Regions from separate parts of the Sus scrofa genome. Here all the other regions are linked to region 1. Evidence: chromatin contacts called from public Hi-C data. All regions are on one chromosome and are shown on one strand. The core of a region is the stretch at or near the end of the contact, and the rest is flanking DNA. Distances in the headings are between cores, read along the strand shown.

Region 1 (7,689 bases), core at 1,353-3,852:
CAAGGTCCCCAAAGATCAGCTGCAATCATTTGTGGAAAGCTCTGTTCCAGAAGGATATGTAAGAACAAGGGCCACTTAGTCTGCTCAGGCTGCTATAATAAAATGCCAAAGGTTGTATAGCTTATCAACAACGGAAATTAATTTCTCGCAGTTCTGGAGACTGGAAGTTCAAGATCAGAGAGCCAGTGTGATCGGTGAGGGTCCACTTTCTAGTTCATAGCCAGTGCCTTCCTACTTTGTCTTCACATGGAGGAAAGGGATGGGCATCTCTTCGTACTCTCTTTTGCAAGACACCAATTCCATCCATGAGGGTCCACCTTCATGACTTAAACACCTCCCTAAAGCTCCACCTCCTACTACCGTTATCTTTGGGAGTTAGAATTTCAACATTTGAATTTGGGGGGACAGGGTCATTTCATAACAAGGGGAGAAAGTCACATTGTATTCAGTGAAAGAAGCAGGATTCAAATTTTAATCAGCTTCTGTTTCATTTAGAAGATTGACTCATTGAAGTGTTTTACTTAGTGGGAGCTAAAAACAATGTGTGTAAAACGAATGCGTGACCTGGAGTTTGCACGTGCCAGCCACCTCTACATGAATTAAATCACGAGCCCCTGCAGCTACATACCCGCAGCACTGCCTGAGTGGAGCCCAGCAGGGTGGAGACCAGGAGTGAGGCACCTGTGCTCTGGGAAAACTGGAAGAGGTCTTCAGATAGTTAGATATTTTTAGGAGAAGATCTTATGAGCCCAATTCTTTCTTTCTTGCTTGCTTGCTTGCTTGCTTGCTTTTAGGGCCAAACCTGCAGCATAAGGAGGTTCCCAGGCTAAGGGTTCAATTAGAGTCACAGCTGCCAGCCTACACCATAGCCACAGAAACTCGGGATCCGAACTGGGTCTGCGACCGACACCACAGTTTACGGCAACGCCGGATCCTTAACCCACTGAGTGAGGCCAGGGATCGAACCCGAAACCTCATGATTACTAATCGGATTCGTTTCTGCTGTGCCACCTGGGAACTCCTATGAGCCCAATTCTTGCCTCTCCTCATATCTAGAAAAACACTAAGATCCTTCATGATGACGAGATCAGCAGCAAAATGTCTGTAAATGCATGCTTGGCTGTGTCCACTTCCCCTTCCCCTTTATCACTTATACCTTGATATTTCCCCTTTCCTCTTTGGAGCACCAGAGCTGTCTGAAATACTGCCTCCTGGGCTATAGTGAAGTGGACAAAACAAAAGATGTCAAGGTCACCTCTGAGTGCAGCCACTCCCAAGGGTGAGCTGGTGAGCCCTGAGAGCACTCAGGAAAGAAACAAAGAAGACTGGCCCATAGCGGAGGTGCCTATCAAAGGAGTGATTTCAGTAAGCCCAGACCTTTACATCTTCCCAGAGAAACTGATTTTCTGTAAATATTTTCTGTAAATCTTTTGTTCCTACTACCTTCCCTTTGTTGCAAAAACTTGTATATATATCCCAGGTCCCCTCTCACCTCCTGGGAGCAGTTTTCTCAAGGCTACCTGAGATGCTGTCTGCCAGGCTTAAGTCCTAATTTTGCCCCAAATAAAACTTCAGGTTGTGCAATTTTTTCATCTTTATTTTTATTTTTTATTTTTTTCATTGTCAGCTGCCCCATGGCATATGGAGCTCCCGAGCCAGGGATCAGATCCGAGCCACAGTCTTGACCTAAGCCAAAGCTATGGCAATGCTGGATCCTTAACCCACTATGCTGGGCTGGGTATGGAACACTGGACCCATTGCTCCCAAGATGTCACAATCCCATTGTGCCACAGCGGGGATCCTGTGCAATTTTTTAAAGTTGACAGATATTTAGAACCTAATCAGCCAAAAGCTCCAGGATCAAATGTCTGACAAAATTAGATTTATTGATTTGAAATGAGGGAGGGAATTCCAGAGGAATCTTGAAATTCTGCCCTGCAAGAGAAGGGAGGGAAGGTCTTTTGTAAAGTTTGGCTCTAGATAAAGGATTTGTGGGAGGGAATCAGGAGAGTGGGAATCAGTTCTGGATTGGTTTCTGGTTTTGAAGTGGAATTAGAAGAGATTAATTTAGGGGGATTTGAGTGCTATCATAAGGCCAGGGGTGGTTTAGCAAGTGGATATCTCCATTATTAAATGAAAATAGCTAAGCTATTTTTTTCTTTTCTTTTTGGCCCCAACTGTGGCATGCAGCCACAGCAGCGGCAACCCCAGTTCCTTAACCCGCTGAGCCGCGAGGGAACTCCAGTTTGGAGCATCACTGGTTGCTTTTTCTTTTTTTTGGCCACGTCTTCCAGGCCAGGGATTGAACCCAAGCCACAGCAGCGACCTGAGCCACAGCAGTGACAATTGCAGGATCCTTAACCGCGAGGCCAGCAGGGACCTCCGATGTTTCTTTAACCTGCAAAGGAATTCCAGTTTTAGGACACTCCTCTGTAGCCAAGAACCGAAGCCTTGGACTAAGAGCCCTAGAGACTCGGCAGCACCAAAACTTCCTCCCTAGAAGCAGATCTCTCAGGAGCCCCTCCCTATCAGAACCTGGACGCTAGGTGAAACCGGATGTTGATGCTCTTGCCATGGTGACGGACGCGAATGCGGAAGTTACGCCAGAGGAAGAGGAAGTGAAGTGGGCTGCGGACCCACGTGGGTCCTGCGCGTGTTTCTAGGTCCCTGGAACTTAGTCCTTTAAAGTCACTCTCGGCTTAGTCGACATGGGTCGCTCGGGGAAGTTGCGCTCCGGCGTCTCGGCCAAGTTGAAGCGCTGGAAGAAAGGCCATAGCAGCGAAAGCAACCCTGCCATCTGCCGTCACCGCCAGGCCGCCCGCAGCCGCTTCTTCAGTCCGCCCTCAGGTAGCAGGGTGACAACCCAAGGCATTGCGGGCGGAGGGGTTCTGGGCGGGGCTGGATCCTGATGGATCTGAGCCTTCTGGAGGCTTTGGGGAGCAACCATCGGCCTTTCCTCTCTTAAAATGTTCAATCTGGAGCCTGCTGTAAAGGTCCACCTTCCCCATTTAACAGATGCAGAAACTGAGTCCACAGGAGGGAAATGACTTGGCTAGGGTACCAGGAGTATCATAGTCAGTACTCTCGGCTGGAATTAACCTTAGTGACTCTTTGCGAGTCGCTTTCATCTTAATCTCTCAACCAAGCCCCTCGCCGCAGCCCCTAGCTGACTCCTACCGGCGAAACTTTTACCTGGAGGGTTCCCTTTCTGAGTTAAGTTCTAGGTGTACAATGGGATAATGAGGCAGACCGCGTTCGGAATTTAGCCTCTCGGGTTGGGGGCCTGGACTCCACAGGTTTGTTTCCTAGGGTTCTTGTTCTCTTGGCCAAAAGGCGGCTTGGGTTAAAATAAGGGCCTTACCCTATGCCCCCGGTTCTCAGGAAAGAGCAACCTGACAGTTGATGCAGTGAAGTTGCATAATGAGATGCAGTCAGGGTCTCTGCGCCTGGGCAAAAGTGAAGCCCCTGAGACAGTCATGGAAGAAGAAGAGGTGGCCCCGGCTCTCACAGAGAAATCTTCAGGCACCTTCCTGAGTGGCCTCTCCGACTGCACAAATGTCACCTTCAGCAAAGTGCAGCGCTTCTGGGAGTCTAACTCGGCTGCCCACAAGGAGGTAAGGGGGAGGGTCAGGGCAGCAGGAGGCTAGTGAGGGGGGCCAGTTGGACTGTTGATTGGTGACAGCAGCTGGAATCTATGGATATTGTGTCCTGCCCTTTTTGTCCTCTACTCATTTCTTCTTCTGGGGCAGTTTCCACTACTTTTTTTTTTTTTTTTTCCCACCCGTCTTTTATCTTTTTAGGGCCGCACCAGTGGCATATGGAGGTTCCCAGGCTAGGGGTCCAACCAGGGCTGTAGCCGCCGGCCTACGCCACAGCCACAGCCACAGCCACAGCAATGCCAGATCCAAGCTGCCTCTGTGATCTACACCACAGCTCACAGCAGTGCTGGATCCATAACCCACTGAGCAGGACCAGGGATCGAACCCGAGTCCTCATGGATGCTAGTCGGGTTTGTTAACCATTGAGCCATGACAGGAACTCCCAGTTTCCACTACTTCTTTTTTTTTTTGTCTTTTTGCCATTTCTTGGGCCGCTCCTGCGGCATATGGAGGTTCCCAGGCTAGGGGTGGAATCGGAGCTGTAGCCACCGGCCTACGCCAGAGCCATAGCAACTCGGGATCCAAGCCGCGTCTGCACCCTACACCACAGCTCACGGCAACGCCTGATCGTTAACCCACTGAGCAAGGGCAGGGACCGAACCCGCAACCTCATGGTTCCTAGTCAGATTCGTTAACCACTGCGCCATGACAGGAACTCCTCCACTACTTCTAACAGCATCTCCTCAGCTCATGAGTAAAGTCCCTCAGGGTATTTTCCAGATATTTTTCTTTTCTTTCCTTTTTATGGCCACACCCCTGGTGTATGGAAGTTCTCAGGCCAGGGACTGAATCTGAGCCACAGCTGTGACAACAACCTGAGCCGCAGCTGTGGCAATGCTGGATCCTTTAACCCCCTGCACCAGGCCAGGGATCAGACCTGCACCTCTGCTGCCACCCAGGGTGGTGCACTCAGATTCTTAACCCACTGACATTTTTCAGATGTCCCCAAATGGGCAATGTCCTCATGTCTAAGAAATATTTTGCAAACGTTTATCTCTTCAACTGTACCTAACACAGGCCTTTTGTATATAGAATGTTTTCAGGAAACATTTGTCAGGTAAGTTAATCCCGAATAATTATTGGTGGTTTGAAAATGTTTTATCTAAATGAACTACATGTTATTTATTTTTCAGTAGTTTATATTTTTATTTATTTATTTATTTATCTTATTTTACTATTGCTCCTGCAGCATATGGAAGTTCCCAGGCCAAGGGTTGAATTGGGGCTGGAGCTGCTGGCCTACACCTTCAGCCGCAGCAGCGGGGGAACTTCTGTATGCTGTAGGTGTGGTCCTAAAATGAAACACACAAACAACCAAAAAGAGTACATTATTAATTCTCTGTTGACAGCTGCTTGGTTGTTCCAGTTGGTTGTTGCCATAAAGACATTTGTGCATGAACGTTTGTACATTCGTGCAGGTGTTTCTGTAAGAGGTGGAGCCCTGGAGGGAGCTTTTGAGCGCACGTGTGGGTCTTCCCACTTGCCAGGCCCCGAGGTGTATTCATTCCCCTGGCTCTGGACACTGCTCATCTTGTGTGCCCTGGGCTTTGTCAGGTTAACTTGTGAAGGAGCAAGGAAAAGAGGCTGGGATGGTGTTTGATCAGAAATAGATGTCATTGGCGCCTCCTCCCCCATGTGCAGATCTGTGCTGTCCTGGCTGCTGTCACTGAGGTGATTCGCTCCCAGGGCGGGAAGGAGACGGAGACGGAATACTTTGCTGCCCTGGTGAGTGGCTGTGACTTGGGGGTGGGCGTTAAGAGGAGCGGGTTATTCAGGCTGCAGAGTGAAGGCAGAGGCCCCCGGCATGGCAGGAAGAGCAGGACAGCTTTGAACAGGTGAAAGTGTTTCAGTGGCTTGATGAGCCTGATGGGGTTTGTTACACTATTCTTATAAAATGAAATCCGCGACTCTATTTTATTTTATTCCCATAATTGATGAAACTGAGTTGCACCCAGGGGATTCTCTATTAAAACTATTTTCTTTTTTTTTCTTTGGTCTTTTTGCCTTTTCTAGGGCTGCTCCTGCGGCACATGGAGGTTCCCAGGCTAGGTTTTTTTGTTGTTGTTGTTTTTTGCCATTTCTTGGGCCGTTCCCCCGGCATATGGAGGTTCCCAGGCTAGGGGTGGAATCAGAGCTGTAGCCGCCAGCCTACGCCAGAGCCACAGCAACGCGGGATCCAAGCCACGTCTGCAACCTGCACCACAGCTCACGGCAACGCCGGATCCTTAACCCACTGAGCAAGGGCAGCGATCGAACCCGCAACCTCATGGTTCCTAGTCGGATTCGTTAACCACTGCGCCACAACCGGAACTCCCAAATGCCTATTCTTATGTTGTGTGAAATTCTCAGTTTTAAGTTGTAATGTGGTAAATATCAACAGTTATAACTTTTGGAAACAAAACCTCTTTGGGGAATCTTCAATAGTTTTTTTAAGGGTGTAAAAGTTTGAAAACCACTGCTGTAGAAAAGGGGCTGGCCAGCTATGGCTCAAGGGGATAATCTTGACTGTGGTGTGTTTTTTTTTGTTTTTTTTTTTTGTTTGTTTTTTTTTTGTACAGCCTGAGAGTTAATGATTTTTACATCTTTACAAGATAGTTAAAACCCACAAAGGAGAATATGCAGCAGAGACCATATGAGGCCTGCAAAGTGTGAAATATTTATTATTTGACGTTTTACAGAAAACGCTGTCTAACCTCTGCTCTAGAATAATAAGCTAAATTACATAGTGATATATGATTTTCATCAAGTGTCAGGCAGTATTTTTTTTTTTTTGCTTTTTAGTGCCACACCTGCGGCATATGGAGGTCCCCCAGGCTAGGGATCTAATCGGATCTACAGTGCCAGCCTACACCACAGCCACAGCAACACCAGATCCGAGCCGAATCTGCAACCTACACCACAGCTCATGGCAATGCCGGAACCTTAACCCACTGAGCGAGGCCTGGGATCGAACCTCATGGTTCCCAGTCGGATTCATTTCTGCTGTGCCACGACAGGAATTCCCAGGCAGTATTCTCAGTTAAACCTCATAGCAGCTTATTATCTCTGGTTTGCAAATGAGGAAACCAAGTCCCAGAAGACTTCAGTTGCTAGTCCCGAGCTGGGATTTGAACCTCTGACATCAGGGGTCTCAGTCGTAACCATCCCGCTGGACGCACAGTGCCCGGGTGTCCCATGTGACACATTTCCCACTCACACCCCCCTGGTCTGGCCTCAGATGACAACCATGGAAGCAGTGGAGTCCACGGAGTCTCTGGCCGCTGTTGCTTACCTGCTGAACCTGGTCCTGAAGCGGTGAGGCCTGGCTCTTTGTGGGGCCAAGAAGGGAGTGTGGGTGAAGGGAGGAAGAGGGTCAGGGAATTATTAAAAAGATACTAAGTATCAGGTGGCATTCTACCCCCCTCAGACCCCAGGGTGGCTTGGGATGTTACAGGACAGAGCGAGTGCTGGGGAGGCAGTTCTGGTACAGTGAGTGGAGCAGGAGGCATGGGGTGGGATGTTGCTCTGATATCGGGGGACCTGAAGCTGGGGAGTGGGGGAGTTGGGGAGGTGGGAAAGGAATGGGGAAGTTTATAAGGGTCCATCTGGTGGGTAGTGGAGACGGGGAGGGTGGTGTGACTTCAGGTGCCGCTTCGCCGGGTTTCAGGAAGGGTGGGCTTGCTGAGTGACTGGGCCAGTACTGCCCACTTCTGTCCAGCTTCTCCTCCAGACCAGGGCTGGGGCTTCACTGGCTGCTCTCGGAGGCTCCTTCTGGCTTCTGACCTCTGTTCTGTCTCCACAGCGTGCCCAGTCCTGTGCTCATCAGAAAGTTCTCCGATACCTCCAAAGCTTTCATGGATATCATGTCAGCCCAGGCCAGCAGCGGCTCCACCTCTGCCCTCCGATGGGTCAGTGTTTGGGTCTCCGTGTCCCCTCTGCTGTCTTCCAGAGCCCATCCGACTTGGCTAAAGCTGGGAGGCTCCCCGGGAGGGGTATAAGCACTCCTTGAACCCCTAGAAATCCCTTTGGGAGTTTCTGGAATGGGCTAAAG
Region 2 (7,689 bases), core at 1,982-4,481, 200 kb before region 1:
TTTTGTTGTTGTTTTGGTTTGGTTTTTTAAATTTTTTTTTTTTTTTTTTTTTTTTTTTTTTGCTTTTTAGGGCCGCACCCACATATGGAAGTTCCCAGCCTAGGGGTCGAATAGGAGCTGCAGCTGCCGGCCTATGCCCCAGCCAGAGCAACGCAGGACCTAAACCGAGTCTGCAACCTACACCGCAGCTCATGGCAACACTGGATCCCCAACCCACTGAGCGAGGCCAGGGATCAAACTCGCATCCTCATGGATACTAGTCAGATTTGTTTCTGCTGCGCCACAACGGGAACTCCCAAATGCTAAGTATTTTTGTTTATTTATTTATTCATTCGTTTGTTTGTTTGTCTTTTTAGGGCTGCTCCCATGGCATATGGAGCTTCCCAGGCTAGGGGTAAAATCAGAGCTGTAGCTGCCAGCCTAAGACAAAGCCACAGCAACATGGGATCAGAGCTGCACCTGCAACCTACACCACAGCTCATGGCAATACCGGATCCTTATACCCCTGAGCAAGGCCAGGGATCAAAGTAGCGTCCTCACAGATACTAGTTGGGTTCGTTAACTGCTGAGCCATGATGGGAACTCCAAAAGCTAAGTATTTTTAAATAAAGTATTTTTAAATAAAATAAATAAACACACTTTGGAGCAGAACCAAAGATGATAAAACCAACTACAGCGAGTCTGTGGTCCAATACAATCTACCACAGCATTTAGGAAGTGAGCCTCTGCTCTGAACCACATTCTCCTCAATGGGAACAGGATGGTTAAATTAATAGGTTTTGTCCGGCCATATGTGTTTTGATTTCCCCTCTAAGAAAGGGCAGTGGCCAGGAAATTTGAGAGACTAAGATCTTGCAATTACCAAGAAGCATATCCATAGTCTGCCATTCTCTGTGGCTATGGACCAATGTAGTGGTACTTTACCTGCCAGATAGAATTGAGAGATCACGTTACACCCACATGTCAGAGCACCAGATCACTTCTTAGCTCACCTGACCCACTTTCCAGTGGCGCTGTAACAGTGTCACAACAGAAAAATGAAAACCTTCCTCCTACTTCTGTACCTAACAATCTCAGTCCCTTCTTACATCAGCCAACAAGCTAACAACAACAAAATAAAATAAAAACCACTCATATCTTAGATCTCATTCTGGTTACCAAATTAAAAAGACAAAAACATCTTGCATTAAACTTCAGGGCAAGGAGTTAAGGATCTGGTGTAGCTCAGGTTCAATCCCTGGCCCAGGAACTTCCTCATGCTGCTGGGGGTGCAGCCAAAAAAACAAAACAAAAAAAAAACAAACCCCAAATCAAAAGAAAACAAAACAAAAAACACCTCAGGACACCCACCTTTCTTTCTTTCTAGAAGTGACAGTTCCCCTTTGAGCTTTCAATTTAACTCACTGCTCTCTCATTTAAGGGACTTGGAAAGATTTTACTCTCAAAGCTTTCCCCCATCTCAGTTTATGTTAATTGAGTTGAGAGCAGATTTGCTCTCTGGTTCTTGATGGTAATTCAGGGGCAACATCTGGGAGAATAATCGGACCCTTCAATGAACCTAACCAAGAGCTGCAAAGTGACCATCCATCCTGGCCACTCAGCACCACCCATCTGACACACAGGGGAAATTTAAGAGAGCTCTGATACCCACCCTTCTAATAACTATAACAATAATATATTTTTCCAATAAACCATACTGGTCCAGCCGAGAACTTTAACAGGGAAGACTTGATATTTTTTTGACTCACTGATATTCCAAAGATACCTCTAGTTTGATCTAAATGCCTTAAATTCTTCTGCAATTATCAAAAGTATAAAAGTCACTTGTCAGCTGCCCTGATCGCTTCATGCCCCATTCCTTCCCATCCCCAACCTCCTTTAAATACATGCCAGTGATAAAACAGAGGTCAGCCAAACACTTCGCCTTCCTGAAAAAAGCAAACTTCTGAGTGTCCTAGGTAAAAAGTGAAGGTTAAAAGGTAGTTGATAGTCCCATGTTTCTCAAACTTCACATTCTAAACTGAGGAACCATAAAAGAGGATTTGAACAATTTCACAGAAGTGAGCAATGATCAGTACATATGAAACTGGTGAATCCACCCACTCTATCACCAACGTCTGCCAATAAGAGACCTGGGACGGTAGCAGGAGACATCTCCACAGCACAGAAAGATGGAAAAGAACCCTCAGAGCCCCTTATGGGTCACCCATTCTCCTCAATGCACAGCGACAACACTGGTTCTGTCCATAAAGAGAGAACGGGCTTAAATTTGTTAAGTCAGTGGACAAATAGCAGTCTCTATAGTTTAAAGCTCAGGAACCTAGTAGAAAGCAGCATTTCCCCGCGTTTCTGTCCAGAGGCCGATTGCCCCACCACACTGCCGGGCCCTTCGCCTGTATCTGGTCAATTTCCTCTTTTCATTTTCCGCTCCCTCCTCCCCTACCAAATAAGTTCTGATTTATTTCTTCATTCCGCAGAGCTTCTCCATCTCCAGTCCTCAATGGCACTCCAAAATCCTGCCAAGAGGCTCGGCACTATGAAGTTTATCCCTTTTGCAGCCTTTCAGCCCCCCTTCTCCCTATGGCTGTGCGAAGCCTCAAACTCGCCCGGCAGGCCCACCCTCCCCGAAGCCCGCGGCCTCGGTCCCCAGCCCGCTCTCACCCCCTGAGGGTCTTTGACGAAGTAGCTTCCGCTGGAGCCCTGGTAGATGCGCTCGGGGAAGATGCAGCGTTCTATGGCTAGCTCGGCCTGCCGCACCACCGCCTCGAACTCGGGGTCCTCCGGGAACTCGTTCCGCTCGCGGTGGGCCTGCGCGGCATGAGCCGCCGCCGCGGCCTGGGCGGCCAGGGCTTGGGCCTGTGCCGCCACGGTTTGGGTTTGACACTGGGCCGCCGCGCCCCGGGCCCGATCCAGCAGTGGCTGTCTTTCCCGGTCGTGGCCTGGTGAGCCCGGCGGAGAGGGGGCTGGGCCGGCCGCCGACGCCACGCGGACCGCGCCCCCCGGCACCTGCGGAAAGTGAGCGCCCGAGCTGGACGGGAAGGTGTAGTCCGGAGGTTGGGCCCGCTCGGGGGACACTAGTGGGCTCGTCTCGTCCATCCCTCAGGCCGCGGGCTCCGGGACCCGGTGCGCTCCACACAGCTGAGCTCCGGCCCGGACCAATCCGCGACACCCCCCAACCCGCGCCTGGCCAACCAGATTACGGTGCTTCTTGGCCCCGCCCCCACCCTCCCTGTTTACTTGGCGACGAGTAGGCACGACCCCTCGCGCGCAAACAGCAACCAATCAGAACCAGCGCCTACGCAATCGCGGCCTCCGCAGTTTTCGCCCGTCACCTTCTGTGAAGATTGCGCATGCTCCAAGAGTCAGCGGCGGGTCAGACACGCCCTCTGCTTTTTCGATCCTACTCTGCACTTAACTTCCGATTGCCTGCGCCTGTTTGGGAACCTTCAATAAAGCCGCCTACCTCATCAGTCAGTCTACTTGAGTGCCTATTATGAACGAGCTGAGAGACTGGAGAACTCTTGATCTGGAGTCGTTGCATCGTGCACTCATTCATTAAATATGTATTGAGCACCTCCTGTTTGCTGGAGAGACAGAAGAGAAGCAAAGAAACAAAAATTTCTACCTAAATAAAAAGTTTTTTTTTTTTTTTTAACTCTAGTCTTCATGTAGCTTACACACTGCCTGACCCAATGCTTAGAGCATATTTTTTTGGTTTTTTTCCTTTTTGTACTTTGAAGGCTGCCCCCGCAGCATATGGAGGTTCCCAGGCTAGGGATCCAATCGGAGCTGTAGCCGATGGCCTACGCCATAGCCGCAGAAACGCCAGATCCGAGCAGCGTCTGCGACCTACACCACAGCTCACCACAGCGCGGGATTCTTAACCCACTGATGGAGGCCAGATATCGAACCCGCGCGTCCTCATGAATGCTAGTCGGGTTCGTTGACCGCTGAGCCACCGTGGGAACTCCTAGAGCATATTTGTTAATTGAAGAAAGGTATGGTCCCATGAGACTAAAAAATTCCAGGAGTTCCTGTCGTGGCGCAGTGGTTAATGAATTCGACTAGGAACCATGAGGTTGCAGGTTCGATCCCTGGCCTTGCTCAGTGGGTTAAGGATCTGGCATTGTCATGAGGTGTGGTGTAGGTCGAAGACGCGGCTCGGATCCCTCATTGCTGTGGCTCTGGCGTAGGCCGGTGGCTACAGCTCCAATTAGACCCCTAGACTGGGAACCTCCATATGCTGCAGGAGCGGCCCTAGAAAAGGCAAAAAGAAAAAAAAAAAGAGTCCATGACCTTTTTTTCATCACTGTAAAACCTCAGTGTCTAAATGTACAGTGGGTGCTCAGTACATTTTTGTTAGTGGAAAAGAGGACCATGTAGTCCCTGCCCACAAGCTGAAGACACACAGCTCTCTGAGGCCTAGAAGAAAAAGAGCCGATATTGAGAGCTGGAAACTCCATATTAAAAGTTCAGTGACTTGGAGGTTGGTTGGAGAGTCAGCGAGGGCCTCAAGTTCAGCGTGTGCTGTGAGTTGTCTTAAAGGAGGAATGTAATTAGGTCACTGGAGGGCACAGTTACCCATGAAAAATTAGTCAGTATTCAATCTAAGAAAGAAATGGAATATTTTATTCAAAACAAACCTGAGGATTATAACGTGGGGGACAGTCTCTCAGAGAGGTCTGAGAACTGTCCTGAAGAGGTGAGGGGAGGTCAGTATATATGTGATTTTGAGGAATAGGTACTACAATCAAGCATACATCTTGGTAGAAGGTTATTGCTATTCACAAGCAACAGATACCTAGTTAACAGTTTTAGTGCTTTTCTAAGTATGGGAAGATGCAAAAAACAGGTTCCTAAAATTTCTCCTGGAAATATCTAACTAAGGGCTGTGAGTTTTCTCAGAGCACAAAGTGCCTCATCCTGATCTTCACCCTGAATTCCTTTCAATGTACTGTAGGCCAATAACTTGCAGTGGCTGATGACTTGATGCTTGTAGAACTGGATATGAGCAACATTCTTTGCTTTACAATCCCTGCTTTTTGGTCTTAATTTCAGCTAAAGTTTGAGAGGCATTTCGTGACTAATTTGCCTCATGGCACCAGGTTGGGTGAGGACTTCACTAACAGACCATTCAATCTGCTATTACTGTAGGTAATCAGCCAAGACCTACTGTATAGCACAGGGAACTATACTCAATATTTGGTAATAACAATAAGGGAATAGAATCTGAAAAAGTATAAATATATACACACACACACATACACACACACACACATATATATATCCTGAATCACTTTGCTGTACACCTGAAACTAACACGACCTTGTAAGTCAACTGTACTTATGGGAAAAAAAAAAAAAAAAAAAAAAAAAGGACTCGGGAGACAATCTGAATAGGGTCTATTGGCCAAAGATGAGATGGCCTGAGCATTAATAAAGATAATAAATGTAGGCGTTCCCGTCGTGGCACAGTGGTTAACGAATCCGACTAGGAACCATGAGGTTGCGGGTTCGATCTCTGGCCTTGCTCAGTGGGTTAAGGATCCAGCATTGCTGTGAGCCGAGGTGTAGATCAAAGACGCGGCTCAGATCCCGAGTTGCTGTGGCTCTGGCGTAGGCCAGCAGCAACAGCTCTGATTCGACCCCTAGCCTGGGAACCTCCATATGCCTCATGAGGGGCCCTAGAAAAAAGACCAAAAAAAAAAAAAAGGTAATAAATGTAACAGAATTGAAAAAAATGTGCTTTAACTGGACTAGACCCTGTTAACTATAGCCAAAAGCCTCTGGACTATCTGTCTTATTAGTCTGTTACCATCCAGGAAATGGTTCTTTTTTGTTGTCTTTTCCCATATCTAGAATTGCACTGTTACGTCACTGATCTTATAGGACTGTATGTTTGGTCAATCATTTCAAGTCGCCTAGTCATCATTAGTTTTATTGGTGGCTCGGTCACACATTTGATAATGCAAGAAGTGATAACCCCGTAAAATAGGCAGAATACAAGTAATAGAGCTGGTAACATGAACATAGTCATACGTAAGTAGTTAAGCCAAGAACTTCTATTAGGCTCACCTCAGTATCTCCCCAGGTCATCCAATCAGTTTTGTTTTGTTTTGTGGGGATTTGGGGCTTTTTTTTTAGGGCTTCACCCTTGGCACATGGAAGTTCCTGAACTAGGGGTCGAATCAGAACTGTAGCTGCCGGCCTAAGCCACAGCCACAGCAACACCAGATTTGAACTGCGTCTGTGACCTACACCACAGCTCATAGCAAGGCCGGATCCTTAACCCGATGAGCAAGGCCAGGGATCAAACCCAAGTAATCATGGACACTAGTTGCGTTCATTACTGTTGAGCCACAATGGCAACTCCCAGCTGATCAGTTTTGCGCTAATCACTATCTTTAAGGGAAATGATATATTGGGACTGGACATAAAGTTCACCAAAGAGGGCTGCACACGCAAGGATTGAGAAAAGAATGTTATTGTCTAAGGAGTTATATGGCTGGCACCAGAAGAAGAAAAATTGATCTTTATGGTCGAGCGGGTATTTCTGCCTTTGGGAAGATCTTGTTCAGGTATAATGCAGATGCACAGTGCACACTAAAGAGAAAGAAGGAAGCCCAAACTGGCAGAGAGAATTTTTGTGTTTACGTTTTTCTTATCCTGCTGTAAAATGTGAATTTTGTTTCATCATAGGAAATAGAGGGAATCAGAGACATCTGAGTTTGAACTCTAGCTCCACGCTTACTACTGTGTATGTTACTTAACTCTCTAAGCCTTAGTTTCCTCCTCTATGAAGTGGGAATAATTATCCCTTCTTCAAATGGTTAAATAAAATCAAGATCATGTATATGAAGCACTTAGTATAGTGCTTAGCACATAAAAGGCACTCAAAGAATGGTAGGTTTTTGTCACTGCTGAGGTTATTGTTGATGTTTTTGTTTTTCTGTTTAAAGTAACCAACAGACTAGAGGCATGGATTTTCACAAAAGATGATCATCTGCATAGTAACCATATTTAAAAATCATTCTTTTTTGTTTTTCCTTTTTATGGAAACACTTGCAGCATATAGAAGTTCCCGGGCCAGGGATTGAATCTGAACTGCAGCTGCAACCCATACACTCTGGGTCCTTGAACCCATTATGCCTGACTGGGGATCAAACCTGCACCTCCACAGTGACCCAAATCACTGTAGTCGAATTCTTAACCCACTGTGCCACAGCAGGAACTCCAAAATCATTCTTTCGTGAGTCAAACTATTGCTACAAATAACTAAAAGTACTGAAGTGAAAGAACTATTGTTTAATTGTATGTATGGTGTTAAAAAGCAAAATACAACTGGATAAATTTTCAAGATCTTATTGGTTTTATTCAGTGATTCATGATTTTGGCAGCATCCCATCTAGAAGATAGAAAGGAGTTCTGAGGAGGTGTACAAAATGAAAGACCTGGAGTTCCCTTTGTGGCTTAGTGGTTAACAAACCTGACTAGGAACTACGAGGATGCAGGTTCGATCCCTAGCCTCAGTCAGTGGGTTAAGGATCCGGCATTGCCAAGGATCCAGTGTTGCCATGAGCTGTGGTGTAGGTTGCAGAGATAGCTTGGATCCCATGTTGCTGTGGCTGAGGCTGTGGTGTAGGCCTGCAGCAGTAGCTCCGATTGGACCTCTAGCCTGGGAACTTCCACA
Region 3 (7,689 bases), core at 2,909-5,408, 180 kb before region 1:
ATCAGATCTTGACCAATAGGATCCCTGCACAGTTCATCACAGGGGCCTCCCATGACCCTGTGACCCAAACACACCCCCACCCCACCCCCAGCCCCTGATCCTCACGCTCAGTGTCCCCTCCACATAGATTGTGGTGGAAATTATAGCTGTGTGCCTCTGTTTATTCTCTGACTTGTACTGTAGAAACAAGTGTTTATGAGGAATAAACAAATCACCAGAACTGCCTATAGTTTGTTTTCTTGACTCTCTTGCTCTGTATTCTTAGGAATATTGACCTGTTTGCTGTTTCTAAAAAGTTAATCATAGATGGAGGCTTGAAACTGACCTTGCACACTTTACTACCTAATAGCATCTAATTCTCGAAAACTCTGCAGGGTAGGAACATTTTTTTCAAAAGAAATCAGCAGGCTCAGGTCACCCAAACTAGGGAGTGGCAGAGCTGGGTGGGATTTGTATCCTGGGCTTTCTGTACTCTTCTTACCTTGAGCATCCTGGTGCCCACGGCCTGAGACCAGATGTTGTCACACCTGCTGGGTCACCTCAGGCAAGTCTTGGCACATTCACCTGCCACGTTAACCCTTTTACATACGTGATCTCATAAGCCCTGAGAGCAAAGTACCATTATTATCCCTGATTACAGATACGGTTCAGGACAGTTAAATTATTCTCCAGAGTCCTGCAGGCACTAAGTTGCAGAGCCAAGAACTTCAGCTCAGCCACTTTAAGCCCAGAGACTGAACTCTTCAGCCATACACTAGCCTGCCTCCCTAGCCCCTTTTGCGCCTTCCTAAACTTGATTCTCATCTGAGCCCAGACCCTCCAGAAGTTGTGTGTGAGGCAAACCCAGGTGCTCAGTTTCTGCTGAAGGTTGATACGTTTTGTACTCTCTCCTCTAGCCCTTGCCCTAAAAAAGTATCTGTTTACCTTTTGTGTAGTGTGTGTGTGTGTGTGTGTGTGTGTGTGTGTGTGTGTGTGTGTCTTCTTTTAGGGCCACACCTACAGTGTATGGAAGTTGCTAGGCTAAGGGTTGAATTGGAACCACAGCCTCCGGCCTACACCACAGCCACAGCAACGCAGGATCTGAGCCACGTCTGCAACCTCTACCACAACTCACAGTAACTCCAGATCCTTAAACCCGCTGATCGAGGCCAGGGATTGAACCCGCATCCTTGTGGATACTTGTCGGGTTTGCAACCCACTGAGCCACAATGGGAACCTTCCTTTTTAACCAAAAGAGTTTTTTTTTTTTTTTTTAAAAATTCATCTCAGGTTTTCTGCCACTAGTCAGATATCACTGAATAAGATTAAACATTTTAGAGAAAAGAGCCTTTTAAATTAATGTGGTAAGTGTTTTTAAATATCCCACTTGAACCTTTTTGTCTCTTACCTCTCTCATTTAAAACCTCAATAAGCTTTTTCCCTAGGCTGCCAATAATCTCTTGCCTATGTTTGCTCAGTATCCTTTGGGCCTCTCTCAGAGCTGCGAAAAAAACAGACCTTGGGAGCTAAATTGGCTCTAGGAAGGTTCTGGACATCTGGGCAGGAAACCTGCATAGCAGTGGGGTGTCCATCCATACATAGCCACACTAGTTTAACCTATTAAGCTTTATTGCAATAACAAATTGTTCTCAACAATAGAAGCAGAGTGTGTATAGACAAGGGGATGGTCCTGTCTCAGGCCAAGTCCCTTTTCCTAATGTTTCAGACTCGGGGTGGCTAGAACAGTTTTCTAGAATATAGCATTTATCCACCAGGTGTCATTATTTACCAGTTCTAGCAAGCCATGGGGCTGTCTCACTGGTGCACTTGACCGTGGGGATCAAGGCTAGAGACGATGTGAGATGAAGCACACAGATTTAGGAAAGGGCTAGAATGCAGCTCGGGGGTCTATTGAAGGACCAGTGACCCCTTTCTGATCAGGTTTCCCAAACGAGTGCAAGGAGTCAGAACTTGGGTTCCTAGGAGTTGCCTGGGTTTCCCGCTGTGTTGTACTGGACTTGGGTTTGTACCCCCAAGTCTAAGCAGTCTTCCTTTCGGTAAAACATGGCTTATTGGTGCCCAACTGCCCCCTTGTCCGTCCCCTCTGGCTGCTGGTTCACATGTCTCAGGGGAGAGGAAGGAACAGTAGGGAGACAAGTCACTTTGCTCCTTCCCAGGCTGAAGGTCTCCAGAGACCCCGATTTCAGGATACAAATGCCAGAGGTTGTTGGGCTGGGAGAGCAGGAGATGAGCGTGATGGCAGTGCCAGGAGAGAGGCTACCTGGAGGACTGAAGCGAGAAAGGGAGCCTCGAACCCTCGCCACCCATGTTCCTCTTCAGGCTGCCAGTGCAAGGCAGGTGCTGAGATGGGAGCAGGTTGGCCGTCCCCTCCTGGTCCTCAGAGCCAGCCGTTGCTGGTGAAATCCAAACGCAGCACCTCCTCCTGGGCCGGGTTCAGCTCCTGCAAGGGGGCGCGGCAGGGGCCTCCGTAGTAGCCAAACCAGTCCATGGTTTTCTTCAGCCCCGGGATCCCGAAGCGCCAGGTCACCTGCGAAGCAGGGCCTGTTAGAAGAGACTGGGGAGGGAGTCCCCTGCCCACACACGTCCAGGACCCAGATGTGTCATTTTCAGAAAGTCAGGGTTCCCACCCTCCTCCTCCTGTAAAGTAACTCTGCTGAATCTATGCGGCTTAGATTGAGCAGATTGGGAATCCAGAAGGCAGGTGGGCAGTAAAGAACACAATGCCAGAACCTAGGCTAGAGGACAGAAGGCGCCTCCTTTGGTTTGGGGAGAGAATCCACGCCATCAGGGAGGAGAGTGGCAGTGCATCCTCAGCTGGGATGGGAGAGGCAGCGCTGTGGGTCTGGGCAGTAGAGCATCCCTGGTCTGGGTCCCATCACTGGTCTGCAGCCCAGGTCCCTGAACCTGACCCAGGGCACAGAGGGCCTGGGAAGTCAGGCACAGCCCACCTTCTCTCACCCCAGCAGCAACGTCGCCCCCATCCCCCATCCCCCATCCCCCCATCCCTCCTCCCTGACCCCAATCCAAATGCTGCCACAGGGAAAACAAGGAGTCAGTGTCCAAAGAAGTTACACTGTGTAACCTTGTATCATTAACTTCTCTCTGAGCAAGTTCATTTGCCTAAAAAAATGCAGGGGCCAGACCACAGGATCTCTAACGTCTTTTCCATTGTAATGGGAGACTTAGAGCTATTGTCATACTTTAAAATCATGCGTGGAGAAAATAAAGCATCAAATTTGGAGTTCCCGTAGTGGCTCAGCAGTAACGAACCCGACTAGTATCCATGAGGATGTGGGCTCATTCCCTGGCCCCCACTCCATGGGGTAAGGATCTGGCATTGCCATGAGCTGTGGTGTAGGTTGCAGACACTGCTCAGATCTGGTGTTGCTGTGGCTGCGGTGTAGGCTGGCAGCTACAGCTCTGATTGGACCCCTAGCTTGGGAACTTGCATAGGCTGTGGGTGTGGGCCTAAAAGTCCAAACAAATAAATAAACAACCCCCCCCAAAAAAAACCCATCAGATTTCTTTTCTTTGAGCATTGCAACTAGTTGTTTCATGCTGATGGGAAGTTTTAGGTTAATCTTTGACTACCTAAAAACTAGGAAAGTAATTATTATGTAATAAAATTTTCTTCTGAGGGAAGGTAAAACCTTCGAAATATGGGCTTCATGAGGGGTAAAAATAATAAAAAGAGGTTGTTTGGGGTAAAAAGGTTGAGAAGCATCAATGAAGGATTAATACCTACTCAGCCGTAGAGGCCAGTAGGCTTCAGGAAGCCTCCTCCTAGGCCCTGCTCCAGCCATGATGTTCCAACAAACTGGGCTTTTCACCCAAAACCTGAGTAGGGTGGGAGAGACAATGGAAACAAGAAATAGCTAGAGGAATGCTTTCTCCCACCAGAGGTGTCTGAAGAGCTCTGCCTTGGCCCTCTGTAGACCCTGAGAAACGGTGGAATGCTTTGGAGGTAAGAACCATGGAAAGTCCTAAATATAGTCGGGGCAGGAGGCCGGCTGGGCAGGAGGGTAGAAGAAGCACATTGCGTTCGAGCAGGGCAGGGCAACAAGGTGACATCAAGCTGCTCTTGGGGTGGTTGAGCCTACAGCGCAGGCAGCAGACAGGTGTCCAAGGCATTCCTGAGTGTGTGCCCAGAGCTGGCACAGGACCAGGCACAGAGGGAAGGGTAAGAGAGGATGGCATGCCGAGGGCTAGGATGGCAGCATCCTCTCTTCCCAAGGGGCAGCCCGAGCTGCTTCGTCTGTAAAAATTAGGAGATCCCATATCACAAGAATTGGATGAGAAAAATAGCACTGTTAGCCCAGACGCCAAGAGGCCTGGAAGCTCCTCTTCCTGTTCTGGGGGCAGGTAGGTTCTGGGACCTTCTTGCAGGCAGCTGGGAGTGGGAGAGTGGAGGTCCTAACGCAGTGGCATGTCCAGAATGTGTAGCACAGCCTGGGCCTTTGGGTGGGTGGGGGCCTCAGTGGAAAGACCCTCATTTCTCCAATTCTTATGCCCTATTTTTAGAGCGTCCTATCCCAGGAGAACCTTCACACCCAGGGAGACTCACGCTTGCCTCCTCAGCTGTCCTTTCTCTACATCTGAGTTAATCTGTCTCTTGGAGGGAAAGATACAAACTGTGGGGAAGTCTGGAGTCTGCCCACCGCTTTAGGGAACAAAACATTGCCTGGCTCTGTTGGGACTGTCGTCTCAGAGGCAAAACTTGAGGGGCCACCAAAAAACACTGTCACAAGACAAATATTTAATGCAATATTTTTTAAAAAGTAAAAAATCAATGCAAAAAAAAATCCTTAATGCAAAAAATGCCAAAGTTTTTTTTTTCTTTTTTCTTTTTAGGGCCCCACCTGTGGCATATGGAAGTTCCCAAGCTAGGGATCAAATCAGAGCCACAGCTGCCAGCCTATGTCACAGCCGTAGCAACACCAGATCCTTAACCCACTGAGCAGGGCCAGGGATTGAACCCACATCCTCATGGATACCAGTTGTGTTCGTTACCACTGAGGCACAATGGGAACTCCCACTTGTTTACTGATTTATCTTCAAAGGTTGTTTTTTTTTTTTTTTGCCATTTTTGTTTTGTTTTTGTGTTTTTTTGGCAAAGTTTTAAATAAAGGCAGGATCCAACAGAGCCATGCCCTGTCATAATGTAGCCTGAGGCAGACTAATCATGTGTGTCCCTATGTACACAAAAGTGGATTTGGGCAAAAAAATTGTTTTGATGTGTTTGCTTCCATTCAAGCCAGGGGAGTAAAATTCTTTTTTTTTTTTTTTTTTTTTTTTTTTGCTTTTTAGGGCCTCACTCGCAGAATATGGAGGTTCCCAGGCTAGGGGTCAAATTGGAACTGTAGCCGCCAGCCTACGCCACAGACACAGCAACGTCAGATCCAAGCCACATCTCCACAGCTCACAGCAACACTGGATCCTTAACCCACTGAGCAAGGCCAGTGATCAAACCCGAAACCTCATGGTTCCTAGTCGGATTCACTTCCACTGAGCCACAATGGGAACTCCTAAAATTCTAATCAGTTATGTTTTTGGTATAGATAAAAATATCTCTTTTTGGCCATGCCCACAGCACGAGAATCGTCTCAGGCCAGGGATCGAACCTGTGCCACAGCAGTAAACCAGAGCCACCATGGCAACAATGCTGGATCCTTAACCTACTGAACCACCAGGAAACTCCTAGATAAAATATTTTAAATGAAAAAAATGCTGTGAATTTTAAAGCACCTACTTTTAAATGTTTCAATTTTTTTCTCCAACTACTTTAATGTTTTAGGAGAGAAAACTCACCATTTAGAAAACTATTTAGAGCTTCCAATTCCAGGAAGATGGAATAGGGATACAATTCTCTATTCCTCCCAAAAGGTAGAACTAAAACCCCCAGGACATTATGTAAAAACAAACATAAGACTGTGAAAGGCAGAGAGAAGAGAGACAAACCAGGGGCCTCAGGACCCAAGGAACAGCACAGTGCTAAGCTCCGTGGCCCGGACTTGGAGCTGAAGGAGCAAGTAACCCTGAAATGCCAACAAGCACAGACAAGAAAAGCCCCACAAGGAGTTCCTGTCGTGGCTCAGCGGTAACAAACCCAACTAGTAACCATGAGGTTTCAGGTTCAATCCCTGTCCTTGCTCAGTGGGTTAAGGATCTGACCTTGCCCTGAGTTGTAGTATAGGTCGAAGATGCAGGCTCGGATCCCACATCCGAGCTGGCACCTGCAGCTCCGATTTGACCCATAGCCTGGGAACCTCCATATGCTAGAAAAAAAGAAAGAAAAAAATAAAAAAGCCCCACCACATCCTGTTCTCTCTGGCCAAGGACTGGGAAGGGGCAGCTGAGCAAGATGGAGAATTGCTAGTTAATAATCAATAATCGGTCTACTCCAGCCAAATCCCACAATAAAAACCTGTGGCCCCACCCACACCCTGGCCAGCAAAGGCTGAACTGGGGGCCAGAATTTCTACCCCATACTCAGCGGTAAAGAGTACCCTGTGCCCACGAGGGATGGTCTCAGAAGAGGCCTAATGAAGAGAGTCAGAACTCTGACTGCTGCTCTGCACTAAGGAGACCATCCCCACTAGACACAGGAGGGATGTCCGTGAGGCCACATGGGGAGCAGTAAGGAGGTACTGCTCCCCCTTCCAGCTGGGGAGGGATCAGTAGAGGCCTAGAAGGGAGCTCTTATTTCTTTCAACTCCCCCAAAAGAAATCTCCAGGCCCAGATGGTTTCACTGGAGAATTCTCCAAAATGTCTGTTTGTTTTTCTCTCTTTTGTCTTTTTAGGGCTGCACCAGTGGCATATGGAGGATCCCGGGCTAGGGGTCCAACAGAGCTGTAGCCACCGGCCTACACCACAGCTCATGACAATGCCGGATCCTTAACCTACTGAGAGAGGCCAGGGATCGAACCCGCATCCTCATGGATGCTAGTCGAGTTTGTTAACCACTGAGCCAGCACGGGAACTCCCTCAAAAATGTTTAAAGACGATTTAACACTAATCCTCACAGTCTCTTCCAGAAAACAGAGGAGGAGGAAACACTTCCCAATCAATTAACAAAGCAATTTTTACCATGTTACCAAAATCAGACAAAATCAGGGAAGAAAGAAAAAGAAAGACTGTACACCAATATCTCTTATGAATATAGACAGAAAAACTCTTAGCAAAATATTAGCAAAGGGAATTCAGCAATATATAAAGAGTTATACATCATGCGTAAGTGGGGTTTATTCCGGGTTTACAAGTCTGGTTCAATATTTGAAGATTATTAACATAACCTGCCATGTTAACAGACTAAAGAGGAAAAAAAAATCACAAGATTGTATTAATTAGTGCAGAAAAAAAATTCAGAAAAATTCAACACCCATTCATGATTTAAAAACTCACTGAAAACCGGAAAAGAGGGGGAACTGCCTCAACTCACCCAAGAGTATCTACAGAAACCTTATAGCTAACACTGTACCTAATGGTGAAAGGCTAAATGCTTTTCCTTAAGATCAGAAACAAGGCAAGTATGTCCATTCTCACTACTCTTAATCAACATAGTGCAGGAAGTTCTAGTGCAATAAGGCAAGACAAGAAATAAAAGGCATACAGATCAGAAAGGAAGAAATAAACCTTTTTCTATTTGTAGATGATATGATTGTCTACATAGAAAAATCCCAAGGAATCTG
Region 4 (7,689 bases), core at 3,664-6,163, 130 kb before region 1:
TAGGAGTCAAATCAGAGCTGCAGCTGCTGGCCTACACCATAGACACAGCAACTTGGGATCTGAACAGGGTCTGTGACCACAGCTCCCAGCAACACGTGATCCTGTAACCCACTGAGCAGGGCCAGGGATCAAACCCTCATCCTCATGGATACTAATTGGGTTTGTTACCACTGAGTCACAGGTTCTCCCTACAGAAACACATGAAACAGGATCCCTACCTCACGCCAGCCACAAAAATCAAACCCAGATAGATCAAAGGCTTAAGTGTGAAAGACAGAAAGGAGGAACTGGAGAAACAAAAGATGACAGTTTTGTCCATGGGTTTTTTTGGTGGAAGTTTGGCCTGGAGGGGTTTCTGCCTGGATCAAGGAAGTTGCTCTGCTTCATGATTTCTGACCCCTTTTCTCTATGGTCCTTTAGTGTTGATGACTCCCTAACAAGAGCTATGACCCATCAGGACTCACAGGAATTCTGCAGTGATGCCCTGGGGACCTCTGGGACCACTTCTGCCCCTCTACTCAATGACTCAGGCCTTTTAACTTCTTGAGCTGCTTCCTCTCTGCCAGATGTCTCTTCTCACTGGTCTCCATCTAACTGCTGCTCATATGGGTAGAGATCAGGTCCAGCTAATGGGCCACTCTTCATCTGCTGAGGGGTGAGAAAGCTCTGTCAGCACTGTCAAAATTGAGAGCATCTGGTTCTAAGAAAGAGGTTTCCTGAAGAAGAGAGGCAAGGCTTGGGGACATCTGTTGTTCTTGCTCAGATGGCCCACCCTCCCTTACTTCAATGGTCAGGTTCTGGTCCTGTCCCTGACAATCCAGGTTACTGGTGACCTTAGGGTACCTGAAGTGTCACTGTGTATGCATGCCTCTCTCTTTTTAATATCAACACAGCCCCAAGGCGTCACCTTTCAAGGCTGTCACCTCAGGAGGCCCCGCATACCTGAAGGATGCTTTGCTTGAATACTTTGCCTGCAGAGTCCCCTCCCTTCACCCAGAGAAAAGCACGCTTTCCTGTCTGTGCTGTCAGAGACACACGTCACATACCAGGACAGACGCAATGCCAGTGAGCCTCCCCAAACAGTAACTGCATTTGCATCACCCAAGACACAGAGCTTAAAATCTCCTCACCCTGCACACTGGTTCCCTTCAGGCTGAAGATACTAGAAACTATTAAAATGGGGTGGTGGCGGAAGAAAGAGGGAGGGTTGAGGTAAGAAAAGGGCAGGAGGCCAGCCCTTTCAGCCACCACTGCACTTCGCCAGCAGGGGGCAGCAGCAGCACCCCGGGCCAGGGGCTGGCTTTGCTCACAGTGATTGAAACTCAGCACACAGCTTAAAGATATCCAGCAAGCTTCCCCAGGCCGGAGGCAAGCATGTATAAGAGACTTGCCAAAATGTCTGGATCCCCACACACTGATGCTGACAATTTTAGACACAGATACAGACTAAATAGAAAAGGAAGCTTTTACTCTAAACATAAAAGCAAATTGATGAAGAATATTTTAAATTTCATTCATTTAAAAAATGACGTTTTACAGTTAGTTGAGTCAAAAAATATCGGGCAGGGGAAAGGGTGTGAATGCTCTTATATGCTGGTACAAACTTTCTGGAGGGCAGTTGCTATGATACCAAAAAACTTACAAGTATGCATCTCTTTGGCTCAGCTGTTTGGTTTCTAAGAAAGTATTCTAAGAAAATAATCACAAGTGTGTGGCGAAGGTTCATCTCCAAAGCTGTTTAACTCCGCCTGGTTTTCTAGAAACAAGTTAAAGGCACGCCACCAGGAGAAAAGCTACATAATGTCTGTGCATCCGCGGCACCCATTTTGTGATGGGACTGAGGGAGGCAGAGTCACGCAGGGAAATGCCCAGTGATTCAGGGAAAAAAGGGTTAGAGAACAGCAAGTGTCTGTGCTCTGGCTTTTATTGCTGCAAATGTATGTAAAATTATACATATTAAAAAGACTGAGATGGTCTCCTGCAGTGCAGCACGCTAAGGATCCAGTGTTGCCACAACTGTGGCGCAGGTTGCAACTTTGGCATGGGTTCGATCCCTAGCCCAGGACCTTCCACGTGCCGTGGGTGTGGCCTAAATAAATAAATAAATAAAAATCAGATCAAAACACTGGAAGGAGTTACACCAAATGTTAACAATAGTTACATATATATATATATATATATATATATTTTTTTTTTTTTTTTTTTTGCTTTTTAGGGCCGCACCCAGAGCACATGGAGGTTCCCAGGCTAGGGGTCGAATCAGAGCTACAGCTGCTGGCCTACACCACGGCCACAGCAACACAGGATCCGAGCCATGTCTGCGACCTACATCACAGCTCATGGCAATGCCGGATCCTTGACCCACTGAGCAAAGCCAGGGATCGAACCCACAACCTCATGGTTCCTAGTCAGATTAATTTCTGCTGTGCCATGATGGGAACTCCAGCAATGGTTATATCTGATTGGCAGTTACCAATGATTTTTTTTTTTTTTTTTTGCTTATACTTTCCAAGTTTTCAAAAATAAGCAGTAGTTACTTTAGTTATAAGAATAAAACAATGAAGAGTTCCCGCTATAGCACAGCAGGTTAAGGATCCAGCACTGTCGCTGTGGCAGCATGGGTTCCATTCCCAGCTGGGTGCAGTGGGTTAAGGATCCAGCATTGCTGCAGCTGGGGGGCATAGGTCACAGCTGCAGCTCGGATTTAATCCCTGGCCCAGGAACTTCCATATGCCATAAGTGCAGCCAAAGAAAAAAAAGAATACAATGAAAGTTGTTAAGGAAAAAGGGTATATAAAGTTCTGAGAAGCAGCCACAGAAAATTCGGAAGAGTTTGGGGAGCTGTGGGTGGGGCTTGAGGGTGGTGAACGGGAGAGCCCAAGGCCCACAACCTCTAGGATTTCAGTTGCTGGCAGCTCTGGGAGCCTCTGTTCAGAGCCAGGCAGGATCTGTGGGTTTCAGCAGCAGGAGCATCTAGTGGCCCCTACTTAGGTCTCCACCTGCTCTAGATAAGCTCCAGGTCAAAGACAGAGTAACAGACGTGGTCCTTATCCTTAAGAAAGTTGACCGAAGAGAGATTTATAAAACAATGAATGATTCAGGTACACACCTATATATATAGGGGAGGTACAAAATGCCCATGAAAACCATGGGTTTCTGTAACTAAGGTGGCCAGGGAACTGAGCAAAGAATGCACGTTTCTGAGGACAGAGGCAAAAGTTGTGGGGGTTTTGTTTGTTTGTTTTAGGGCCGCACCTTCGGCATATGGATGTTCTCAGGCTAGGGATCTAATCGGAGCTGTAGCTGCCGGCCTACGCCAAGAGCCACAGCAATGCCAGATCCGAGCCGTGTCTGCAACCTACACCACAGCTCACGGCAACGCTGGATCTTTGACTCACTGAGCCAGGCCAGGGATTGAACCTGCAACCTCATGGTTCCTAGTCGGATTCGTTTCCACTGCGCCACGACGGGAACTCCACAAGTTGCGGTCTTGAAGGGTTGCCCGAAACATCACTTGTGCTAGGCCCTCCTGAGGTGCTGGTTAAAAAGCCAGTGTCCCAGGGCCCACCGCAGACCCAGTGAGCCAGAGTCACAAGGGCTGGGCTGGGGTAGGTACTCACTCTGATTGAAGAATCCCACTCAGATCTGGGGTTTCTGTGACTCTCACGTAGGCCGGCAGCTACAGCTCTGATTAGACCCCTAGCCTGGGAACCTCCATATGCCGCAGGTGTAGCCCTAAAAAGACAAAAAAAAAAAAAAAAAAAAAGAATCCCCCTTGTGAACACAGCAAAACAGAAGTGGAAAGAGCACGCTCCTCTAAACCTTAACATCAGCTAGTTCAACAGATAGCCTCCCAAGGTGCTGCTGAGAGCAGATTCCAAGGGGCAAGGGGGAGGGGCGAGAGGGCACGGCCGTCTGGGTTGCAGGGGGAGGGTAATGACAGTGGACGCTGCGGTTTGGCCTGGATAATGAATAGTGTCTGGCGATACCACCCCCAAGGGAGGGTTCCGAGAGAAGAGTGGGAGACAGAATACTAACGATCCCTTCCAATTTGCGTGGAGCTGGGGTGTGGCTATGAGTGCATGCGCGCGTGCATGCTTCGCACTAGTTAATTCAGGATAACTACACAAGAGAGGAGTCTCTAGAACCCACGGGAGGACAACAGGCCTGGCTGCTTCCCCCTGAACTCCCCAGGTTCTCACCAATGTCTGCTGAGTTGAAAATGGACCTGACAAATGCATGGTGCACGGGGAGGGAGCGAGGTGGAGGAGTCACCGCTGAGAGCAGGAAAAGCTGGAGAAAGGTCTGCCCCAACGGCCAAGTCGGGCTGTCCCTCCACTTCTTGATCTCAGACCCCAAGAGGCCCTTACTGTGGCTTTGGGAACTGGCACACCTGAGCCACTGGGATGTGACACCAAGTCTGAGACCAGCCAAGGGGAAGCAGAGATTTCCCAGGACAGTCAGTCCACCCAAGCCAGGAGACGGCCCTATTTATACCTGCCGCAATTCCCAAGCTCCATTTCCAGGCTCGGTTACCAAGCTCCATCCCCAGGTCCCTGTTCTAGGGATGGAGCCAGCAGAGTGCTCCCCAGAAGTCCTGACTGTGTGACAAGCCTGGGCTTGCTCTGGCTGGAGTGAGAGATGAGATGCCAGGCAGAAGGAGAAGCCTGGGCTATGGGGGCTCTTTGGCCAGAACGCAGATGCCAGTCTCTCCCTTCCCCTTCCACCCTGGCCGTCACAGCTGGGCTGCAGGGAACCGGAGAGGTGGCTGAAGAAGGGCACCTGGCAGAGGGGATAAGCAATCCAAAAGAAGGGCAGGTCCAGAAAAGGCTCAGCCCAGCCAAGGAGGGTGCAGGCAGGGGAAGCGGAGCCCAGGTAATCCCTTCAGGAAGCGCGGTATTTATAGTTTGACTTAGCCCAAGATGACCCTCAGAGCCTGAGTAACCTTCGAAAGGAAAGCGCTAGGCCAGCTCAGCTCAGCTGAGGCCTCCCCACGTGGCCTCTTTACAGCCCTGGCCCATCTTTCGCATTCATTCCCTTAGGCCCAGCTCCAGGGTTCAGGGAAGGAAAGGGGTGGAGCCAGTTGCTAAGTGACAGCCCAGGCTTCCTAAACTGCATCCCTTCCTAGGGCACGTTGAGTCCCAGGGGTCCTGGGCAGGGTTGAAGGACGAGAGGCTCTTCTGGGAACCTTGAACTTAGCTCTGTGAGGGCGCCTGTACCTGGGCAGCTGCAGTTCCCTGCAATCATCCAGCTTGTCCCCCTGAGGCTGGGACCACCTCCGGTTTACCTCTGGGGTCCCAGAAACAGGCCCGGGTCTGGTACGCAGCAGGTCTCAATCCCTGTTTGCCCAAAGAGTGAGTGAATGAAGTGAATGGACAGTCTAGAAAAAGGGGGGTGGGGGAGAGCTGGAGAGGGCAGATGCCAGATGAGAGGTGGGGGAGCGGTGGGGACCAGACAGAGCTGCCTGGAAGAAATCCCCATAAAGCAGAGAGGAGAACTGGTGTAGGTGGGCAGCTGCAGCTCCGATCTGACCCCTAGCCTGGGAACACCCATATGCTGCAGCTGTGGCCCTAAAAAGCAAAAAAAAAAAAAAAAAAAGAGAGGAGAAAAAGAAAAAGAGGGTGGCAGAGGTGGCAGTCCAAAGGGACAGAACCAGCCCTGGAGGTGTATTGAGAGGAAACCTGCTGGAGGACAAGGGGCTGGATGTCAGAAACCACAGCCAGTGAGGGCCCGGAATCTTCATGGCCGACGGGAGAGACGACAAAGTGCAGCCAAGAAAAATAAACCTACCCAGGGCCCCCTGCTCGGGCGGCTGCAGGTGTGGACAAAGGGCGCCCTGCACCGTGGAGACAGGGCGCGCTTTCACTGCGTGTGCACACAACGCACACATTTCCTGGGGGGCACTTGGGGCAGCAGGGCCTTGATCTGCTCTCTGCTCTGTGCCCCCAGCGTGGGGCCCTCGGCTGAGCAGCCAGGTGAGGTGAAAGGGGGCATCCTAGGCTGGGCTCTGAGCAACGCTGCCCCTGACCCGAGGTGACTTCCTCCAGCCAGCCCCCTGCCCCATTTCCTGAGGGAAACCTGGCCCGTCTGATCTCTAGAAACAGAACCCCCCCCAGTCCCAGAGTCTACTCTGGGATCCAGCCGGCCGTAAAACCAGCAGCTCCTTTTCTGGGATCGACTGGGAAAGAACAATGTACTTTATCAGCAGAATTAAAGCATCGGGTGTTTGGGAAATGATAGTAACTATCCTTATTTTAAGTTCATGTGAATTAAAAAACAAAACAAAACAAAACAGGAGTTCCCCTTCTGGCTCAGCGGTTACCGAATCTGACTAGCATCCATGAGGACAAAGGTTTGGCCCCTGGCCTTGCTCAGTGGGTTAAGGATCTGGTGTTGCCGTGAGCTGTGGTGTAGGTCGCAGACTCGGCTCGGATCCCGCATTGCTGTGGCTGTGGTGTAGGCCAGCAGCTGTAGCTCTGATTAGACCCCTAGCTTGGGAACCTCCATATGCCCCAGGTTTGGCCCTAAAAAAAAGCAAAACAAAAACAAAAAAACCCAGTCTATTGCTTTCTTGTAGTGAAAATATTCCCATCTCCATCACGTGCTGATTTTTGTTTTCAGGTGCAACACAGGCCTGGCCTGAATGGGAACAGTTCCAGGACTACCAGCTCTAGGGGAAGCTGGATGTCAGATAACTATGAATTAGGAGAAGCAGCATAGCCTGTCTCTCCAATCTGGCTACTCACTTCCACATGAGCTTCCACATGGATGGGGCAGGGAGTGGGGGCGTCTTTGGCTACCGACCACCTGTGTGGGTGCCAGGGCCCACCTCATCATTCCAAGCCTCAGGGTTCCATCTGTAAAGAGGAAGTAGGGCCCACTCATGGGATTGCTGTAAGGACTACAGAGACCACTCTACCCGGGGCTTAAAAGACAGTCGCTTTTGTAGTCAGTCATCAAGCCAAGTCAATAATGCTCATTACCATTATATAATTAACAGAATGAAAGGCTACCATCTTTCCCCCTGACCCCTCCTAAAGTTGCTGTGATTTTTGAAAACTCCTGCTGTGGTGGACTCTTGGTCTCTCCCTCACAGTGCAGGACGATGCAGGGGTTAAATGAGGTTAAGCTTGACAGGGACAAAGAGCAGGCTTGATGGATGCCCGCTTCCCTGTGTGGCTGCACAGCGTAGGGTCAGCACTTTTCCTGGGGCAGACGAGGGAGGATGGCGGCTAATAAATAAAACAGGAACTCCCCAGAGGTTGCTAGAAAGGTCTCCGGTATCTGGCCAGCTCCCCTTGCTACCTCAGGACTCCAGGGAGGAGAGACGGGTCATTGCTACCACAGCTTTCCACAGCCCTGCTGGCAGGAGAGGTCCCTGTGGGATGGGTCCAGACCAGCACCAGCCTGGCAGCCAGGTGTCTAGAGGCCGAATGGCATGGCCTGACTTGTGACACCCGAGACTCTGACCCCCTGGGCGACAGTGCCACCCGTGCTTCACTCAGACACATGCCACTCCATCACGGCAGAGGGTAGGGTCCCCGGAGCTCGGCAGAATCCTGACTCCAGGACTGACTTTAAAGTCACTTATCCTAGCACCTTCGATTTACAGATGGGGAAACCAAGGCTCTGAGAGATGATGTGGCCCGTCTCAAACCCCACGGCTCTTGCCCGTGGGGAGGGATGGGG

What was found. A called contact is a pair of places that touch in the nucleus more often than the background predicts.
Region 2: a contact with region 1 is called in a Hi-C map of heart right ventricle, with 3 times the contacts expected there. The contact joins the promoter of PI4K2A here to the promoter of RRP12 in region 1. A contact is called at or near these places in 3 of 47 Hi-C or Micro-C datasets (embryonic fibroblasts, heart right ventricle and omental adipose tissue) and 1 of 2 datasets of contacts at active chromatin or transcription factors (alveolar macrophages).
Region 3: a contact with region 1 is called in a Hi-C map of skeletal muscle, with 2.8 times the contacts expected there. The contact joins the enhancer-like site here to the promoter of RRP12 in region 1. A contact is called at or near these places in 11 of 47 Hi-C or Micro-C datasets (embryonic fibroblasts, heart right ventricle, liver and 6 more) and 2 of 2 datasets of contacts at active chromatin or transcription factors (alveolar macrophages and skeletal muscle).
Region 4: a contact with region 1 is called in a Hi-C map of skeletal muscle, with 5 times the contacts expected there. The contact joins the enhancer-like site here to the promoter of RRP12 in region 1. A contact is called at or near these places in 1 of 5 promoter capture datasets (liver), 18 of 47 Hi-C or Micro-C datasets (alveolar macrophages, blood, embryonic fibroblasts and 9 more) and 2 of 2 datasets of contacts at active chromatin or transcription factors (alveolar macrophages and skeletal muscle).

The regions. Positions count from the first base shown.
Region 1 is chr14:108,800,426-108,808,114 of Sscrofa11.1, reverse strand. It overlaps RRP12 (RRP12-like protein), which reads left to right and starts at 2,602. Exons shown (of 34, transcript XM_021072760.1): 1 at 2,602-2,847; 2 at 3,382-3,614; 3 at 5,301-5,384; 4 at 6,877-6,953; 5 at 7,441-7,546. The coding sequence starts at 2,709.
Region 2 is chr14:109,003,685-109,011,373 of Sscrofa11.1, reverse strand. PI4K2A (phosphatidylinositol 4-kinase type 2-alpha) reads right to left here and starts at 3,231. Exons shown (of 9, transcript XM_001929034.6): 1 at 2,662-3,231. The coding sequence starts at 3,096.
Region 3 is chr14:108,980,275-108,987,963 of Sscrofa11.1, reverse strand. HOGA1 (4-hydroxy-2-oxoglutarate aldolase 1) reads right to left here. Exons shown (of 7, transcript NM_001190169.1): 7 at 1,591-2,527. The coding sequence ends at 2,378. MORN4 (MORN repeat-containing protein 4) reads left to right here. Exons shown (of 6, transcript XM_021072830.1): 6 at 1-225. Among named protein-coding and RNA genes, the nearest start is that of MORN4, 15 kb to the left of the region's middle. Within about 2 kb of position 4,158, at least 3 of the 83 cell types and tissues checked have an H3K27ac peak or open chromatin away from gene starts, as enhancers often do. A contact at or near this core is called in skeletal muscle, where this site is marked.
Region 4 is chr14:108,930,760-108,938,448 of Sscrofa11.1, reverse strand. The region is part of intron 1 of UBTD1 (ubiquitin domain-containing protein 1); the gene reads right to left. Among named protein-coding and RNA genes, the nearest start is that of HOGA1, 24 kb to the left of the region's middle. Within about 2 kb of position 4,913, at least 9 of the 83 cell types and tissues checked have an H3K27ac peak or open chromatin away from gene starts, as enhancers often do. A contact at or near this core is called in skeletal muscle, where this site is marked.